Regions from separate parts of the Arachis hypogaea genome. Here region 2 is linked to region 1. The links are chromatin contacts, called in public Hi-C maps. All regions are on one chromosome and are shown on one strand. Each heading gives the region's core, a stretch centred on a gene start, on an enhancer-like site or on the middle of the called end of the contact. The rest is flanking DNA. Distances are from core to core; before and after follow the strand shown.

What was found. Hi-C and Micro-C count contacts between places; a contact is called where the count stands out from the background.
Region 2: a contact with region 1 is called in a Hi-C map of leaf, with 2.7 times the contacts expected there. The contact joins two enhancer-like sites. A contact is called at or near these places in 2 of 8 Hi-C or Micro-C datasets (leaf and an unstated tissue).

What each region holds. Positions count from the first base shown.
Region 1 is chr2:4,246,815-4,250,225 of arahy.Tifrunner.gnm2.J5K5, forward strand. No RefSeq gene overlaps it. Among protein-coding and RNA genes, the nearest start is that of LOC112763005, 14 kb to the right of the region's middle. Within about 2 kb of position 1,612, at least 3 of the 3 cell types and tissues checked have open chromatin away from gene starts, as enhancers often do.
Region 2 is chr2:4,440,103-4,443,347 of arahy.Tifrunner.gnm2.J5K5, forward strand. It overlaps LOC112733960, which reads right to left. Exons shown (of 3, transcript XM_025783105.3): 3 at 2,607-3,160. The coding sequence ends at 2,786. Among protein-coding and RNA genes, the nearest start is that of LOC112733960, 3.9 kb to the right of the region's middle. Within about 2 kb of position 1,984, at least 2 of the 3 cell types and tissues checked have open chromatin away from gene starts, as enhancers often do.

The DNA of each region.
Region 1 (3,411 bases), core at 362-2,861:
ATTAAAATCGTCATTTTTATTTTTTTTTGGACAAAAATACCCTCACCACTACCAACACAATTACCTCCTCCACCACCACCACCACCACCACCACCAACACCAACACCACCGCCACAACCTCCACCAATACCACCACCAACACCACCACCAGCACCACCACCAATGCCGCCGCCGTCCCCCTCCCCCCTTTCCCCTTCCCCCTCCCCGTCTTCCCTTCCCCCCACCCCGCGTCCCCTCCCCTTCCCCCCACCCCCACCCCCACCCCCACCTCCACCTCCACCTCCACCTCCAAAAATAACAGCATCAACAGAGAAGCAGAAAATCAACAAATCAACACAAATTTAATACAAGTAGAAACAGAAAGCAACAAATCAACAAATCCAACACAAAGCCAAATCAACAAATTCAAGCACAAAGCCAAATCAACAGAGAAGCACAAAGCCAAATCAAAAATTCAAAGCACAAAGAAGCAGATGCAGAAGGCGAAGAGCGACGGCGGCTGGGTAGATCGACGGTGGCAGGAGCATGCATGAACGGCGGCGACACACTCCACGGCTGGGTAGATCGGCAGCTCGGGCTTCCCTTCCCGGTGACGCACTCCACAGTGGTGGCAGAAAGATACATGAAGGGAAGGCGGCGACGTCTTCCTCTGGTCGTGGTTCCGGTGGCGGCTCGTGGGCGGACCGGCGATGGTGGCAGTGGCTATGGACTCCTCCCCTCCCTCCCGCGTTTCCTTTCCCCTCACCCCAACGTGTTTCCTTCCCTCCCCGCCCCCAACGTGTTTCCTTTGCCTCCCTCCCCAAAACGCGTTTTTTTTATTTTTTTAAAATTTTATTTTTTTATTAAAATAGGGGTAGTTTAGGAATTAAATTAAAAATTTTATTTAAAAGGACAATTTTAATACGAAAAAAAACATTAAGGATGATTCTAAATCGAAAATTAGATGAGGGACGGTTTCGATTCTGGTTGAAAACCTTTGGAACCAAAACCATACTTAACCATTCTAATTATTATGTTGATTGCATTAGTTTTGGTATCACTTTCGTGACTCTCCGAGTTATTGAACAGGGGTTCAGTCATTGCTATGTTGCTATAGGTGGCTATTCCAATAAAGATTTAATATCATGTGAAGATATATTATTTTGACCATTAGATGATAGATTGTAGAGCTTGGATTTTATTTGAAGTAAAAGTATTATTTTTATTTAAAGTGTTGCTAAATAAATAAGTTATACTTTTTAAACAAGAATCATCATAAAAAGATGTTTTTGACATCTTCATGGGAGTAGTTGCCTTAAATTTAAGTACAAAATCTTTGAAATGAGTTAACTATAAAGTATGGGAAGAATTTTAAGTGTACCGATATTAATATCGGTGTTCCAAGTCATTTTAACCGGTACACTTGAAATATTTAACTATATACCAATCTGTATAGTGAAATTATTTTCCTTCATTTTGTAATAACCTGTTTTGTTTTATTCGTTCCATATTCCAATCCACCATCCAAGCCCACACTCAAATCTCAACCCAAGCCACTATCTAAACCCACACCCAAGAGAGCTCCCAAACCACCACCCAAACCCAAAACCAAATTAGACCCTAAGCCCACATTCAAACCCCAACCTAACCACCACCCAAGCCCACACCAAATCTCAACCCAAACCTGAATCCAAACCCACATCTAAAGCATCTCCCAAACCACTGTCTAAGTCCAAAAGCAAATCAGCATTCAAATTTCAAACCACCATCCAAGTCCACACCTTAACCACTATCCAGGTCCACACGACCACACCCAAACCACCAGCTCTGTTATGGGGGTCAATCTGGGTTCACTTATTAAATTTTAGGGATCTTTATGAGTTTATTTAATATATATGAAGGGTCACAATGAGTTTCTTATTGTGTAATATATTTAGTTGTTATCTACCTTATTTGCAGATTTATGGTTGGAACTCTTTTACATAGATATTATCAATCTCATTAACTTTATTCTGAAAGAATTTGAGTAGATGTTACAAAGTTTTTATTTGCATGGATATATGTACCATAATTTTCTCCCACTATCAAAATGAGGCATGATTGATTAAGTTTTTTCTGTATTTATTGTAGGATTTGATCCCAACTGTGCCTGAGCTGATGTCAGGAGTACACCATAGCTTCTGTGTTTAGCATTTATAAAAAAAAATTAAATAAACGCTGGAAAGAGCAGGAACCTACTATGGGAATATGCTAGAAAAATATAATCCTAGCAACTTGGACAGAAGAGCCAACCTAAGTCCCACCTTAAAGTTATAGGGTACAATTTGGGTTAAATAAATTTTGGAATGTTCAATTGTTTTCGGAAGTCAAATTTTAAAGACTATTTTGAGTATTAATTTAATCAAAACTTAAACCCTAATCTGTTTCTACGAGTATGCTCTCCTATACCCTCCCCTATGTAACCATCAAATTTCATTTTAAAATTTACAATATAATCATTACATTAATTCATACATAAATTGAAATTTAAACATAATATTGATAAATATCAAATAACAATAAATTAAGAAACTAATGTTTAGTCACTAAATAAATTTAATGCAATATCAAGAAATTGCAACATTACAATATAGCATCAAAATAAATCACACTAGATATAAATGGGTATTCAATTTATTAATCTTTGTCATTTTTCAACAGTTTATCATTATTACTAGTTTGGAATAATGCAATTGCCTTTTTATATTTTTCTGTTAGTCTTATTTGATTGCTTTTTTATTTTTTTATTTTTATATATTTAATTATTTACATTATTTATTATTATTTATTATATTTATATGTAATTATACGTTATTTGTTTGTTTAATTCTTTTATTATTTAACTATTTAATTATAATTTTATATTATTAATATTACAATGTTAGTATTATTGTTCTAAATTTTAAATATCTTATTTTAAATTGAAATATAACTTTTATATTTCATAAAAATTATAAATTATAATTTACATTTTTTGCTAAATATATCTTTAATTATTAAAATTTATTTGGCCATTTGAATTATAATCCCTCTTAATAATTAGTCTAGCTCCACTCCTATTGATTAAGGTTAGGTTTAAAAAGTACAATGGTGCGCAATGTTATGGAACCCATCAAACCGGCAACTTATTGTAATGGGGATTGTAATTTTTTTGGTTAATATCCTAACATAGTATATTGAATAGTTTTGAAAGGCACCATGATGTGTAGAGTGTCATGAAACTCGCGGAGATGCGTAATATATTTGTTAGAGTTGTAATTTTTGATGCCCAGATTCTTGATTGTTACGGATATTAAGTAAGTGAATGCACTTATAGTTTACACGAAAACAATGAATTATTCTTATAATTAAGCTATTAATAATTTTATTGCGTTATATGCTAATTTATAATAA
Region 2 (3,245 bases), core at 734-3,233, 190 kb after region 1:
CTTTGAATTTGGGACTACCCAGGTTCTTATACAAATAGATATCACAGAAAAGAAATGACTTTACCAGATAACATCAAACTAATTTAATCATGACTAGTTTACCAACAATACAAAATGACCAGTAAACCTTCAACCTGGTTAGATAAGGAAACCACAATGAACAATGCAGAACTCATCAATGGATCTGGTAGCAGCACATCAGAAAAATTGTGTAGATACAAACAATAAAATTTGAAGGATTTGAATAACAATACAAGCAATAATTTTAAACAAAAGTGATTAATTGATCTCAATTCTCAAACAAGAATACGAGAAAATTTGTTATAATAAAGAATAAAGGAAAATTCTATAGTGCTTACACTCAAAATCAGCATGTGATGCTGATAAGAGGTGGTGCATTATAAAGCTGCCGCCTGTGTGAAAAATGAAACAGTTTCGGGTACGACATTTATAACAGCATTGTGATGGAGGCTAAAGAGTCTCGTTTCTGTTATTTTTATGGTAATTAATTAAATAATTAGTTGTTGCATAATGAAAGTGGATTGGGCCTGCAAAATATCGTGAGAATTGGGGCTTTTGTTTCTCGGTGAAAGGACATTGGAAAATCTGCTGAAATTATAATTTGGCCTCTAAATTATTACGATGACCCGAAAAAAAAAAAACAACGTAGTACTAATATAATAAATTTTTCAAAATCTTTTTTCTTTACTCCTTAATATTAATATAGAGATTGTTATTATTATGGAGAGAGATCAAGTGACTTGGTTACTAAGAAGACCTGGATTATTCAAGAAGTAAAGAAGAATTTATGGAGTTGAAAGTTTTTATAGAGTTGGAAGTTTTAATTTTTTTTGACACCGAAATTTAATCTTTATAAGTAAAAAATAGTACAGTTTAGTTAAAAAGCTATATTTTATATTTTACATTTTTATATAATTAATAATTTATAAGTCAAAAATAGATGTGTGTTTAAGTAGCCATTCTAACCCAATGATAAGAATATCATTTTTTAAACAGAATATTCTGTTATATTAAACATTATTCTCACGGCAGAGACTTAATTAAAAAAAGTTAACGAATAGGGACCCAATTGAAAAGAGAAGAAATACGGAGATCTAATTGAAAATTCGGTGAAAATATAGAAACATGTAGAGTAATTAAACCTCAATTTATCCAGATAAAATGACGTCGTTTTAACGTTAAATTTGTCAAGGCCTATTTATCTTTAAAAAATTTGCTACAATCTAAATTTAAATTAATTTTGTATCGTTATGATATTTATTATATTAGTATTTTTTCTTAATAAATTATCAATTATATGTTATAATTGATAAATATAAACTAATTAATAATACTTGATACATTATTATATATATTAAGTAAATAAAAATAATTGAGAGGATTAAATAGTAAATCTAATTATCTTCCTAACTTTGACACTTATGAAATTTTTTTATATCTCATTAATAAATATTTTTTTTCTTTTAAATTATCAATTTTTTATTTCTATTTTTATCCATTTATTTGGTTTTATGTTCCTTTTATTTCCTCAAATTTTCTCTGTATACTTTTAAAACTTACAAGTATAAAATAGCAAATTATTAATTTCTAAGCCTAGAAAATTGAAATTTTTTTCCAGCGCCATAACCAAATCCTAAATGAACCACAATTATTTGACACATAATAATTGATGTTATTAAAACATTAGTACTACGTTGTTTTTTTTTTTTTTTTGGTCATCGTAGTCATTTAGAGGTCAAGTTATAATTTTAGCAGATTTTCTAATGTCCTTCTACCGAGGAACAAAAGCCCCAATTTCTACAGTATTTTACAGACCCAATCCACTTTCATTATGCAACAATTAATTATCGAATTAATTACCATAAAAATAATAGAAACAGGACTTTTTAGCCTCCACCACAATGCGGCGTAAAATAATAGAAACAGGACTTTTTAGCCTCCACCACAATGCGGCTATGAACGCCGTACCCCCGAAACTGTTTCATTTTTCACACACACAGCAGCTTTATAATACACCACTTCTTATCAGCATCACATGCTGATTTTGAGTGTAAGCACCATAGAATTTTCCAAGAATAAACTACACAAATGTATTCTCTTCCACATTGCAAGCAAAAAAATACCTAATCTGCTATTTTCCAAAGGAAAAAATAGAAAATAAATTAGAAAAAGGGCAAGAGACTATTCCTTGTCCCTGTTCACAGTAATTTCACAACTGTTTTATTTAAAAAACAAGATAACGAGACGGAATTGCTTGCATATTTAGGAAAGAATAATCAACCAAATTTTGGTTCAAAGGAAACACTGGTTTTCAAAGACTTTATTAAAAGTAATGGGAAGATAAATTTGTCTGACAAGAATAATTATAAAAAATTTTTGAAAGAATAAAAAGTTATTATGACCAAAGTATTTGATTCAAAATTCGTGGAGAACCAAGCAAAATATATACATTATTCTATCTGTTATATCTCTAAAATAAAAGAAAAGAATAAATCACTCCCTTTACTACCACATGTCACAAAATTTGATACCTTCTATCTACCAATATGCAACAATATCGAATAAAGGCTACGAGATCAGAGGCATACAAATCACTACAAATTAGTGAGGAATAAGAAGGAATATATTCAGTATTCACACATCAACAAACAAAATTACGAGGATAATATATTCACAAAAATAGTTCTAGGCGTCTAGCATCAACAAACAAAATTCCAATATCCAATTTAAAAATGAAAATAAACAGGTAATTCCTAAAGCTTGTTCAGTTTTGGTCTATAGCCATGTTACTGTGGTCTCCTGGGAGCTGATCTCCTCCAATGCGAATGTCACTGCCACTAAGGTTGGCCACAAGATGTCCATCCTTAATCATGACAGGGCCAGCCTTGGAGAGAAGGTCCAAGCATGGTGGTTGACATCCCACTGGAAGCACGGCTTGACCCTTACAATACCCTGTAAGAAATTGTGCAGCCTTCCAATACCCTGTAAGAAATTGTTCAGTGACATCACTAGGAGCAAATTCAATAAGGCAGGTTCTGATAATCGACACAAGATGTTGAGGTATCAAGGATTGAACACGAGTCTCAGCTAAAGGCCCGAATGTCCACATTTCAAAAGCTTTCCGATAAAGCACAGAAACCTACATTATCCCAATCAAACAATTCAACAAATCAAGATTGACAAAAATCAAACGCGCTAAGAGAAGATCAACCGAAAAGGTAGAT